Regions from separate parts of the Sus scrofa genome. Here all the other regions are linked to region 3. Evidence: chromatin contacts called from public Hi-C data. All regions are on one chromosome and are shown on one strand. The core of a region is the stretch at or near the end of the contact, and the rest is flanking DNA. Distances in the headings are between cores, read along the strand shown. Region 1 holds the start of AGFG2 (arf-GAP domain and FG repeat-containing protein 2). Region 2 holds the start of LOC110260076 (branchpoint-bridging protein-like). Region 3 holds the start of C3H7orf43.

Evidence for each region. A called contact is a pair of places that touch in the nucleus more often than the background predicts.
Region 1: a Hi-C map of embryonic fibroblasts shows a contact between it and region 3, with 2.1 times the contacts expected there. The contact joins the promoter of AGFG2 here to the promoter of C3H7orf43 in region 3. A contact is called at or near these places in 3 of 47 Hi-C or Micro-C datasets (embryonic fibroblasts, epiblast stem cells and subcutaneous adipose tissue) and 1 of 2 datasets of contacts at active chromatin or transcription factors (alveolar macrophages).
Region 2: a contact with region 3 is called in a Hi-C map of retroperitoneal adipose tissue, with 1.6 times the contacts expected there. The contact joins the promoter of LOC110260076 here to the promoter of C3H7orf43 in region 3.

Annotation. Positions count from the first base shown.
Region 1 is chr3:8,466,222-8,470,744 of Sscrofa11.1, reverse strand. It overlaps AGFG2 (arf-GAP domain and FG repeat-containing protein 2), which reads right to left and starts at 2,696. Exons shown (of 13, transcript XM_005661910.3): 1 at 2,141-2,696. The coding sequence starts at 2,361.
Region 2 is chr3:8,607,096-8,611,212 of Sscrofa11.1, reverse strand. It overlaps LOC110260076 (branchpoint-bridging protein-like), which reads left to right and starts at 2,509. Exons shown (of 3, transcript XM_021087974.1): 1 at 2,509-2,547. The coding sequence starts at 2,509. It overlaps POP7 (ribonuclease P protein subunit p20), which reads right to left and starts at 3,682. Exons shown (of 3, transcript XM_013995472.2): 1 at 3,414-3,682; 2 at 2,761-3,166; 3 at 1,822-2,520. The coding sequence starts at 2,510. The coding sequence ends at 2,088.
Region 3 is chr3:8,160,664-8,164,828 of Sscrofa11.1, reverse strand. C3H7orf43 reads left to right here and starts at 2,091. Exons shown (of 10, transcript XM_013995411.2): 1 at 2,091-3,013; 2 at 3,226-3,321; 3 at 3,415-3,544; 4 at 3,712-3,798; 5 at 3,954-4,074. The coding sequence starts at 2,603. LAMTOR4 (ragulator complex protein LAMTOR4) reads right to left here. Exons shown (of 8, transcript XM_013995418.2): 5 at 3,147-3,229. GAL3ST4 (galactose-3-O-sulfotransferase 4) reads left to right here. Exons shown (of 5, transcript XM_013995412.2): 5 at 464-1,920. The coding sequence ends at 1,495.

The sequences.
Region 1 (4,523 bases), core at 1,447-3,946, 310 kb before region 3:
ATACTAGGCAAAAATATTCTTTCTAGAATTTTTTGAAACTAAAAAAAGGAGGGGAGGGTTGGTGGACTCCCCCTACCTGGTCCTACTGTAACTTAAGTTCTTAAGGAGCTAAGCCCCTAGTTGCAAGTTCATACACCACAGACAGAGACAAGCCTCTTAAAATACTTCTCTATTAATCAATCCTTAGGCCACACTTACCTCCACCCAGTGTCTGTCCAGATCACAGATGTTTTGACTTGTCAGCAGTGAGATCAACAATAAAGACCACAGGGGAAAGTGGGAAAGTTCTGCAAATTGTGCACTGATATGAAGGAGTTAACTTTTCCAGCAGAAGAAACCAGGTTTTTAATGTGAGCCACATCCCTTGGCCCTCCTTCTGTCCTGATTGAGGGATATTCATTGTAGAAGGGAAATGTTATCTACAGGATACTTTAAACCAAGATCTATGAACTAATGATAATGATGTCAGCACTTGCCATTTATTCAGTATTTTATCTTTCATGCCATCACAGTAACCATGGGAATGAATTAACACTGTTTCCTAACATTTTCTTCTTGGGGCCTAGACTCTGGTATGCCATCAATTTTATCCCCCTGCTTCCTTTTACTTCTCTCCAGACTCTATAATCAGATTTGCCTTTTCATAACAGGATCTTCAGGAATCTGCTTTCTACACTATGCTATAAATATTCCTAAACTTTGCTCCTATTCTCCTCAAAGTAGGTCCCAGCCTCAGGTCTCTATCCTTCTACTTCATTTGAGCCTCTCTGTACTTTTGACACATTCCTGTTTGGTTCTAAACCACTGTCCCAAGAGCCACAGTGCTTTTCACTTAGGCTAAAATCAGGTCTATCCTCACAGCACACGAGCGAGGTTGATCAACATAGAAGATTGACTAAGGAGGTAAAAACTGAATAGAGAAATCCTAAACTGTATGAGGAGACCTGGATTCTCATTTCTGTTCTGCCATGATCAGAGCTAATATCAAACAACAAAGGCTGAAAACAGCAACCCCCATCTGGCACTGAATAAGTTACTAAACCTCTCTTTGGTTCTGTTCTCCCATCTGTCACGCAAGAACAATGCTGCTCCCTCTTCGGCTCCTAAAGGTGTGAGAAGAAACAAGGGATGCACTCCTAGTTAAAAATGAAATCAACCAACCAATGTATTCATACTAAAAAGTCAAAATAAATCCCTTGATAAACTTATAAAAAATAGACAGGCTTGGTATCACATGTTAGTCATGCATCTAACCAGATAATTCCCTAAGGGGTAAGAAGAACCTTACTATGTAACCAGAAATCTGGGCTGGAACCATGGCTCTAAATTAGCTCAGGCATGACCAAACAGAGTGCCAACCTCTAGGGTAGCATTGCAGATTATACAACAAAGCCCCCTCAAATCTAGGAAGAGCTGCCAGATGCTACTACCAGGAGCAAGGCATGGCAACAAGGAGCTTAAAAGTGTAAATTATTACACTTAAGGATGGCTCACCCAGAACCCCAAACCTTTGGAAAAGTTAAGTTCTCTAACAGGGCAATCCACCAGCATCTCTTAGATTTGTAAGAAATTTCCCTCTGGGTAGCATTCCAAAGATTAGAATCTTCTCCTGAACATTGGAACAGGGCTCTGTACCTGCCATTATCTCTTCTTGTCGAGGTGGGTTAACTTACCTATTTTAAATCGTTTTCTCCGTCCCACACTCCAGGATGGGCACAAGCCAGAGGGAAGAAAGGTACCCCTTCATTCTGAGCCTAGCTTGCTCTATTGCTTTCTTGCTTGCCCTCCACCTACACGAAGTTCCCTTTCAAGGTGTTTTTGTCATCTTCCAGCTTTTAAAATCTCTAACCCCCTCACCCCCAGAATCCTTCAATTGTCGCCTCCTTTAGGGAGTTTCTCCAGTTCTCTCATTTCCTTCCTTTCCCCTGCAACGCGACTCCAAGCGTGTCTTGTCTCCTCTGATCCTCTCCCTTTCCCATGACAATTCTGCAGCAGACGACCCTCTCTGCACATCCCGCGCGTCCCAGGCCTCCCCGCCGCCCCCAACCTCAGCTCTGTCCCTCTGCCCGGGGTCCCACTGTCCCCAACGCCAACACTCCGCTGCTTCTTCCCTGTCCTCCCCCCGTGTCGTTCCACTCACAGGAGGCCGGAGCAGGTGGTACAGACGAAGCTGCCCACAGTGATATCCACGTAGGTGACCCCGCGCTGGGCGCACTCGAAGCAGTGGCGGTTCCCGGCCTGGCTGCAGCCTCCCAGCTCCCGCACCCGACGACACCACACCTCGGAGGCCGCCTCTGCCTCCGCCTTTCCCCCGCCGACCCCGCCACCTGGTCCTGGGCCCTTCTTCGCCGCCATCACCATGGCCGCTCAATCCCGCAGACCTCCTCCCGGCAAGTCAGCAATCGCCCCTTCAACCACTGCCGCCTTCCCGCCTCCTCTGCCGCCTCTGCACGCCCGGCTCCCCTGACAGAAGCTAGGGAGCCGGCGGCATCCGCGCGAGACTCCTCAACCCCCTGCTTCGCCTGTCCTGCACGCTGATTGGCTAGTCTCCTCCGCCTCCTCACTCTGATTGGCGCGACATTGGACGGTCTAGAATTGAGGGAGCCGCCAACGCCACGCCCCACTGCCTTCAGACCTCAGGCCCCTCGGATTGGCCTGCAGAGACCCTGGCCGCGAGCACCGTGCGTGCTCTCTCCTTGTCCCCGCCCCCTCTCGCCACTGCCTCCAGGGCGGCCCGCCTCCCACACTCGATTGGTGAGTCCTCGGAACTCGGCCTCCACGCTGACTCTACTGGCTGTCGAGGCCGCAAAGATAGCGCGCGAGAAAGAGTGGGTGTCCCGCGCGTGCGCAGCTCTGGTCCTCCTGCCAGGTGTTATTTCCCGCTAAATTTCAAAGGCCTAGTCTCAGCTAGACTGTGCTGAGAGGAACTCAAAGTCGAAGGGAAGTGGCTGTATGAGGCGCCCAGGGTAGGGGGCTCTCAGAGGAAGGAAGGGAGAAGGGGAAAGAGTGCTTTCTATACGCTTCTGTATTTACTCCTACCCTGTGCCGTAGGAAATCTCATTGTACAGAGAGCTTTAGGTATACAACTTGCTGTAGGTCATGCAACTTTCGTGGCCCAGCCAGGTTTCTGATTTAGGTCATTTGACTTCAGAAACTCTGCTTTTGGAGTTCCCGTGGTGGCTCAGCGGTTCGCGAACCCTACTAGCTTTCACGAGGACGCGGGTTAGATCCCCTGGCCTCGCTTAGTGGGTTAAGGATCCGGCATTGCCGTGATCTGTGGTGTAGGGTGCAGATGCTGTTTGTAACTGCGTTGCTGTGGCTCTGGCGTAGTCTGGCAGCTACAGTTCCAATTGGACCCCTAGCCTGGGAACCTTCCTATGCAACGGGTGCAGCCCTAAAAGACAAAAAAAAAAAAAAAAAAAAAAAGAAAGAAACTCTGCTTTTAACCATCACAGTATCCGTGGAACAGTATTTGACCATTCATTTGACAAACACTTGGTTTCAGGCACAGCTGTAGATGCGGGGAGTATAGCAGTGCACCAACCAGTCAAAATTCCTATCCTCATGGAGCTTACATTCTAGTCGGGGAGGCAGACAATAAATCAGAGAATCAGCAGCAGGTGATTAGTTCTAGGCAGAGAATCAAAATAAGGTATCCTAAAAGTGATGACTTGGGTATTTCAGACCAGTCAGGGAACCATCTCAGAAGCTGTGATATTTAAGGTAAGACCTGAGTAACTAAAGAGGAGTCAGCTGTGAGGAGATTTGAGAAGGAGCAACCCAGGCAGGAGAAACAGCACCTGTGGAGGCCTTAAAGCATGAAGAAGCCTGGTGTGTGGACGCAGAGAAAGGAAAGCAGAGTGACTGGAGTGTGGTGAGTGAGGGGAGAGTGGGGGTGGTGGGGGTGGATTATACTGAAGTGGAAACTGATCATGTAGAACCTTCCAGACTTTGGTAAGGATTTGGATTTTCTTCTAAGTGTGATGGGACGCTGTATTAGTTAGAATTAGGTCCCTTGGAGTCCTCCTGGCTCAGCGGGTTAAGAACCCGACAGGTTAAGCGGGTTAAGAATGTGTGAGGATGCAGGTTTGACCGTGGCCTCACTAAGTGGGTTAAGGATCTGGCATTGCTGTGAGCTGTGGTGTAGGTTGCAGATGAGGCTTGGATCTGGCGTGGCTGTGGCCCTGGCTATGGTCGGCAACTGTAGCTCCGATTCTACCCTTATCCTGGGGAATTTCCATATGCCACGGATGTGGCCTTAAAAAAAAAGAAAAAAAGAAGTCTGTCGATGACAGAATACCTCAAATAATTGGGCCTTAGATGAAGTTTTTTCTCTCTCATGGAAAAGTCCAGGTAAGTGTTCCAGGGCTGGCGGGTTGCTCCACTGTGTGGGGGACCACACTCCGATCGTTTTGCTCCCCACTGCATTACCTCCACTCCCATGCTCCCCTCTATTCCAGCTTCAGCCATCATGTGTGTTACAGCAGCAGGAAAGAGCCTGCTCCTTTTAAGGACATGCATAC
Region 2 (4,117 bases), core at 1,260-3,759, 450 kb before region 3:
ATGGAGTAGAAATAACAAACAAATAAGCTGGGAGACGTAGCTGCCAAAACAAACCGAATGCAAAAGGGCTGCTGCCACCACCTCGGCTGGGCCCAGGCCAGAAACACGGACATAAGAGCACATACGTGCAGTGAGACACATAGTTCCCTCCAGCTTCCTGCTGGCTTCCCTCTCTGATACTGGAGCCTTGCAGTCAAGGCTGACAGGGAAACTGGGGTGTGGGGGGAATCAGGGAGACTTGATCAAAATGGTCTCCAGCACTCTATCTCTCAAGCCTCCCCACTGTTTCCTGCTTTCTAGCCGCTGAGTGACCCTCCAGTGCCGGAACAGTGATATTCATGACTCCCCTTTGTGCATGCTGCTCCCTCTGCTAGGTATTTCCTCTCCCCTCTTTTCTGCCTAACAAACTCCTATGCATCCTTTAAAACCCAGGTCAAAGGTGAAGCCATCTCAGACCCCACCAGGAAGTTAGCCATTTTGTTCTTCACTTTTCTACATCAGGGCTACTCTTCTTACATAACCCATCTTAGTCATCTCACAGTAACTAATATACCCACCTTCCCAGGCAAATAGTGGACTCCTTGAAGGCAGGGGCCATTTTATGCTCATCTTTGTATCTGCAGGGCCCAGCCCAGGCCTTCGCTTACAACAGGTACTCAGCATGTGTGTAGTAGTTAGAAAGAAGCACTAGTCCTTCTGTCCTTTCCTGAGTTGCTGATAGTCACCTGTACAGCATCAAAGTCCCTCATCAACAGTAATACTCAAGCTGGGGGGTGAGATTCTGATAAACGGAAAGGCTGATTTTCAGAACCCCTAACCAAACTGCCTTCAGGCAAACTAGAGGCAAATTCTGTTATTAACCTTTAGATCAAAGGCTTTCAAACTCTTGTGACCTCAACCAACAGTAAGATTTATGTCATAACTAGTACATGTGTCTATATACACATCTACAACTGAAACAGTGTCAACAAGATATTACCATTGAAGCTGCACTTTTTCTTTTTTACTTGCTTTTTAAAAGGCTATGACCCAGTGAATTGATTTTAAACCTCACAAACGGTCACCACCCACTTGGATAACATTGCTTTAGATGACTCGTTTGATAAACATGAGAAATCAGATCCTCCTACAAATATCCAAACAAAAAAGTACTTATGGCCTGTATGCCCAGTAATTCAGAGGAAAGGCTTTCCTTTCCCTCTTAGAATAGCCTAGCCAGAGGGGTCTGAATAGCTGTTTAGAACAATTTGCCCCCCGCCACCAGGAATCGAATGTAGCTGTCAGTTTGTCGGTTCCCACGACAGCCTTAACAGCCTTTTACAAAGGAGGGGCCTGTCTTTGCGTCCATCATCCTTATACCCTCACCTTTCCTGTGCCTGGTAACCAGCACCAGAGTAGTGCCTGATGCTTTACACCCCAGCTGGCAAGAATATACACATTATCCACCCTGCCTTCTTCTGAGAGGATGAAAAAAAAATTTTTTTTTGGCTGCCCTGAGGCATATAGAGCTCCTGGGCTCAGGATCAGATCCTTAGCCCAGTGTGTGGGGATGGCGATCCAACCCGCATCCCAGCACTCCCAATCCCACTGCACCACAGTGGGAGCTCCTGAGAGAATGAAATATTTGAAAGCAAACATCAGGATTTTCAGACTTCTGTTTTGTGCTAAAGTTTGTTTTATGCTGCAGTGTCTGTGGTACAATTTATGCTCTTTCTGTGAAGGCAGGAAACACTGTTTCCCCTCTTGTACCTACGTCCTTGTAAAATTTTACTCCTACTCTCCTTTCCAGGTACACACTGAATTTACACAGCAGAGAGGTGGTGCAGTTGGGTGGCCAGGCACTAACACAACTTGATGCTTTTTATTGTATAGGACAATGGTTACAGACCACAAAGATTCAGGAAGACTCACGGCTTGAGCCCAACAAAAGACAATATTCACCCTCTCAATTCAGAGTCCTCTGGATGGTGAGGGGATAGGCTTTATCCTACATGGTCCTGGTAGGAGGTTCATGTACTCAGTACAAAAGCCACTTCTGAGCCAAGCTGTATGGGATGGGTGGATAAGGTGGGCCGGCCTCATCTCCTTTACTTAGGTGTGACCCTGAAGACACGGATGTGGATGGCTGAGTTGTTGCGGATACGCGTCAGTGGCTCTCGTGTATCAGTCTCTGGTTCCAGCTCATCGACAAGCTCCACGGTGGAGGTATTGGCAGCTACCTGCAAGGACCCGAAGCTGCCAGCCTGCAGCTGCAGGGCAATGTTGATGGCGCGGTTGATGGCCAGGCCCAAGCCATGAATGTAGATCTCAGTGCATGCATTCTGACCCCTTACCCCTCCGTCCAGCAGCTTCTGGCAGCGGGCCAACTGGGCCTTAAAGTCAGTCTTCATGTTGACATAAATGTCATTGGGCCTCCGGGGCAGGCGGTGGGGAAGCCGCTTCCGCAGGGTGTATTCCACCGGGTCCAGCTCGGCCTCGACGGCCCCGCGGGGTTCTCGGTTTTCAGCCATGCAGTGTGCCCTGGTGTGGGAGAAAGATCAGCCATGGGTGAGGAGAGACCAGGTTTCGTTTCCTACCCCGTTTCCCGCCCAAACGGTGCAGCCAAGAGGGGTCGCACTCGACGCCCCTCGTCGCTTCAAGTCTCAGTCCCTTCCCACTTACCTCAAGCTCAAGCATCTCCCCCACCTCCGGTTCCCATTCATCCATCACATCGCTCCCAATCTCAGGCCCCTCCACCGCCCCAGCTATTCCCACGCCTACCTTCTTCGCTCCACAGTGCCCTCAGCGCGCACGCAGCCCGCTCCCCTGCCAGGCCACTCGAGCGTTGCGCCGACCAGTCTGAAGGGAAGGAGCTGCCCGCAACTCCCAGGCCCCAAAAAGGGAAGAGAAGGGAAGGGACTCGCCGCAGGAACGCCGAAACACGGGCGCCCTTAGTACCAGGCTCCTGAAAAGGCCCCCGAGTGCGCAGGCGCGCCCATACCCCGTGGCCAGGCCCGGGCGATCCGCGAATCGCCTTCCCGGCATCCGTTCTCCCCGCCCCTTTCCTGAGTTGCTCGCAAAACCGCGCGATGTGTTTGAGTAACGCGAGGCTTCCGGGGGTGATGGGATCTACCACTTGTAAGCTGCAGAGGCAGGGGGCGTATACCAAGTCGAAGCCGGGGAGGATCTGGAAAGAGAAAGGTTAGCTTCCCTGGGCCAATCCCACCCAGTACTCGGTTCCCGGAGGAGTCATGAAGGGGAGAAAAGAGAGGAGGTTTTCTAGGGGCGTGGAGGATTTAGGGGTAAGGGTCTTCCAAAGGTGTGAGGGAGGACGGCGAATTCCACTGATCTTGATCGCGAATGGCCTAAAGAGAAGTCTGGACTCCCGGGTCCATCGCAGTTCCTCGGGTCAGAGGAGGTGTGGCAGAACTGACCTCCCGTCCAAGATTCCGGCTGCCCGAAGATGGGGGCAAGCAAGGCCCGGCCCTTGGCGGAGGACAAGTTCTTTGGCTCGGGGACTCCTCTGCAGTTTACGGGGACCCGTTCTTCTCCCCTTTCTCTGACCAGGGTGACCTCCAGGCCAGCGCCTGGGGACGCGAGTTGTGAGCCGTGGGGCTAGCCTTTACAGCTTCCCTGTGGCTCGCAGACCCACTAGCACTCCTCAGTCGTCATCCACCAGCTCTTTGGCTTCTGCCCGCCACCCAGGAGCAGGGACCTGCGCCCCCTGGCGGGAAGGGCAGGGCAGCACAGAGGGATTGGAGGCTCCCTAAGGCCAGTGGGGAGGGGTTCTCGGCCCAGGTTGCTTTAGCTTTGGTGGAGTTCCACTGGAAACTGAGTTAGAGCTGCACTGGGGTCCTTGACTGTTCTTCGCTTGAGTTTTCTCATCACTCAAATAGGGATGACAATTCCTGTTCTTGCCACTGAGTTTCGAAACCCGATATAACCTTGGGTAAACTGTAAGCCTATACATTTGAGTTGGCATTTTTATGCCCCCTACACGGCTTTTTGTTGCCTGGGGTGGAGTCCGACTCCATTTGACTGGAGGTTGTAAAGTGGTCAGGTTCCTGAGAACTTTCCCAGCACCATTTAAATCCTGTGGTTCTTTTTAGCTTCAGATATTTACAAGTTTGGGGGCTAT
Region 3 (4,165 bases), core at 842-3,341:
GATCCCCCTGAGGAGGTCTGAGGCCGATTCCTTTCTTGGAGCTGTGACCAAGAGTCCCAGGGTAGGCACTTAATAGGTTTTCATTGACGAACTGAACACAGAGTTTAATTCCCAGAGGTTTTACTGACCAAGGCAGACAGAAAGGCCCAAGGAAATTAATGTTCTCCAGGAGCTTCCCACGTTCCAGGCTCCTTCACATCCTTACCTCATGTAATCTCTGCAATCGCATACCTCTGCAAGGAAGGTAGGATGGCTCCCCTTTTGCAGATGAGCAAACTGAGTCTCAGAGATGTCAAGTGCCTTACCCAAGATCTGTGCAGCTAGTGAAGGAAGCTGAGAGGTTCCCAGCAGAGCTGTCAGAAGGAGGCTGGAAGAGGCTGGGGGTTCAGCAGGCACTGGGTTTGCTCTTAGTTTGTTCCTGGCCTAGTTCTCTCTCCCTAAGTCTGTTTTCTCTCCTCTGCAGGTACTTCAGGTCATGCCTTCTGACAGCTTCTTCTTTTCCATTGTTCGAGACCCAGCAGCTCTGACCCGCTCTGCCTTCTCCTACTATAAATCCACCTCATCGGCTTTCCGCAAAGCACCCTCCTTGGCTGCCTTCCTGGCCAATCCTCGAGCCTTCTACCGGCCAGGGGCCCGTGGAGACCACTATGCGCGCAACTTGCTATGGTTTGACTTTGGCCTCCCCTTCCCTCCAGAGATGAGGACCAAAAGAGGGAATCCTCGCCCCCCCAGAGACCCCAAGGCCCCACAGCTGCGTGTCTTGCCTTCTGGTGCTGGCCCTCCAGCCCACACCCTGGATCCTAACGCTCTCTTCCATCCTGTTCCCACCCTTGCTGACGGTCACAGTAGGACATCCAGCCCTGCTTCTTCAGATTTGGGATCTTCATCCTTCATCCAGTGGAGTCTGGCCTGGCTGGACTCTGTCTTTGACTTGGTCTTGGTGGCTGAGTACTTCGATGAGTCACTGGTCCTGTTGGCAGATGCCCTGTGCTGGGGGCTAGATGACGTGGTGGGCTTCATGCACAACGCCCAGGCTGGAGGCAGGCAGAGTGGAAGTGCTGTCAGTGACGATGGGCTGACTGCTGAGGACAGGCAGCTGACTGCACGGGCCCGGGCCTGGAACAATCTAGACTGGGCTCTCTATGTCCACTTCAACCACAGTCTGTGGGAACGGATAAAGCAATACGGCCAGAGCCGGCTGGACAGTGCTGTGGCGGAGCTCCGGGCTCGCCGAGAGGCCCTGGCTAAACATTGTCTTGTGGGGGGTGAGGCTTTAGACCCCAAATACATCACAGACCGGCGGTTCCGCCCTTTCCAGTTTGGGTCAGGAAAGGTTCTGGGCTACGTGCTTCGGAGTGGACTGAGCCTCCAGGACCAGGAAGAGTGTGAGCGCCTGGCTACCCCTGAGCTACAGTACAAGGACAAGCTGGATGCCAAGCAGTTTCCCCCAACAGTCTCTCTGCCCCTTAAAAATTCAAGGCTATCCTCTCCCTAGGCATCAGACCACTACATCTTAAGCTGAAGAGCCGCCAAGCCACAGGGCACATGTGATGAGTGTGGGGCAGTCAAATGCCCTGTTTCCCTCAGAAAGCATATCTGCTCCCTAGAGGACCAGTGGAACTTTGCATGGACTGGTCTCCATGACCTACTGCCTGTGCAGAGGAATCCCAGTCCTACCAGTAACCTCCTCCCTCCCCCTTTCGGCCCCTTCCTCTTTCCAGCACGACCCCCACACACTGCAGTTCCAAGTAGCACTCTCAGAGGTGCCCTGGAGGAGCAAACCTTGGAGTATGTCAGAGAAAGCTTGGAACCCAAAGGACTGGAATAATGAGTCCATTTCTATATGAAATATTTGTTACTGGGCTATGCTCATTTCACCATGAAATGTTTGTTGAATGAATAAATAATTTGGAACTTCGACCTGCTCTATGTAGGGTGGAAAGGGAAGGGGATGGAGCATCTTCCTAAGAGAAACGGGATAGGAGGGGGTTCTTTTAACATTTTGGGGGGGGGGGTTAGGGCCGCAGGTACAACATGTGGAAGTTCCCCGGCTAGGGGTCGAATTGGAGCTGCAGCTGCCGGCCTACACCACAGCCACAGCAATGCCAGATCCCAATACACCGCAGCTGGCAAAGCCACATCCTTAACCCACTGAGCGGGCCCAGGGATGAAAACCGCATCCTCATGGATATAGTCGGGTTTGTTTCTCCTGAGCCACAAAGGGAACTCCTAGCAGTTCTTCTTTAAGAAGTCTGTTTGCAGTATCTCCTAAACCCTTCCTCCCGCAGCCTAACCCCAGCCGCACCCCGCCCCTCTCCTTCACGGTCCGGTCACCCACAAATTCCGGGGCCTCGGAGGCCACGCCCCTTCCCTTCCGCTTCCGGTTTCTCGCCAGTCATTCGGCCCTGCACCCCGGTTCCGGCCCCCGCGGGGTGTCGGTTCCGGGTTCGTTGTCCCGGTTCCCGGTCCCGGTCGGTTTCTCGGGCCGGCCCGGCCGCGCGCAGCACCCGTCGGGGGTCGGGGCTCCCCGGGCCCACCCCGTCGGCCCCCTCGGCCTCCTCCGGCCCCACCTCGCCCCTGGCCCGCGCTGTCCTCGCAGCCCATGGAGTCCCAGTGCGACTACTCGATGTACTTCCCCGCCGTGCCGCTGCCGCCCCGCGCCGAGCTGGCTGGCGACCCGGGCCGGTACCGGGCGCTGCCCCGGCGCAACCACCTCTACCTGGGGGAGACTGTCCGCTTCCTGCTGGTGCTGCGCTGCCGGGGCGGCGCGGGGTCCGGCGCTGGGGGCGGCCCGGGCTTGGGCTCGCGAGGGGCCTGGGCAGAACTGGCGACCGCCCTGGCCGCCCTGGCCTCAGTCAGCGCCGGAGGCGGGGCTCCTGGGGGCGGCGGCTCCGGAGATCAGGATCCCGAACCCCCGGGGGGCGGGGATCCCGGCGGTGGGGGGGTGTTTCGAGGCTGCAGCCCCCTCCTCACCCATGGCCCGGGCCCTGCTACCTCAGGGGGAGCGACCACGGTGAGGAGCTCGGGGTGACACGGCAGAGGGTGGAGGGGCGGTGTGCTGGGCTCCAAAGACCCGGAGGGGAGAGGGAAGCCCGTAGCGGGAAGAGAATGACGGATGAGGAGAGGGGAGGGCAAGAACCACGTACCGGGCAGATCTTAAAGGGGACGCTGGCGCCGCGGGCTGCCTCTGACTCTCCTGACCTCTTCACCTCTTTCACCACCCAGCTGCCTGTGGAGGAACCAATTGTGTCCACAGATGAGGTCATCTTCCCACTCACCGTTTCACTGGACAGACTGCCCCCAGGGACACCTAAGGCCAAGGTAATACTGGCAAGGGGTAGAGCTGTTTCCTTATTTCAGACAACTGGCCTGTGTCTCTCCTCTCGACTGTGGTCCTGTGTCCCCTGTGCTCAGATTGTAGTGACCGTGTGGAAGCGGGAGGTTGAGGCACCAGAGGTCAGAGATCAAGGCTACCTGCGCCTGCTGCAGACCCGATCTCCTGGGGAGACCTTCCGGGGCGAGCAGAGCGCTTTCAAGGCCCAAGGTGGGGAGGAGAGTGCAGAGAGGAAATGTGGGAGCCTGGAATTTGGGGGACAGTGGAGGGGAGCTACTGCCAAGTGCCCAATCCCGGGAGAAGAGGAAGATTAGAACTGTGGGATGGAGGTGAGGTGTGCCCAGTCCGCCATCCCTTGCCTCCGCCCTCTCCTGCAGTGAGCACCCTGCTGACTCTGCTGCCCCCTCCGGTTCTGAAATGCCGCCAGTTCACTGTGGCTGGAAAACACTTGACTGTGCTCAAGGGTAAGCAGATTGGTGGCTCAGGTCTTGGGTAGCAGCCAGGGCACCGACTGGGTAACGGTCACTCTGGCCGGTGGAGGGGGGTGTCCATTTTAAGGAGGAAAAGGTGGGGTCCAATGGGTCCAGGCCCTCTGAGCCGAGCTGGTTGCCTTCTACAGTGCTGAACAGCTCCTCCCAGGAGGAAATTTCCATCTGGGATATCCGCATTCTCCCAAACTTCAATGCCAGTTATCTACCTGTCATGCCCGATGGCTCTGTGCTGCTGGTGGACAATGTCTGGTGAGGTCCTGGAAGGGGCAGGGCCACGAGGTGGTGGGGATGGGGCAGGGCGGAGAGCCCTGGCGTGGACAGATCGAGCTCTGACCCCTTT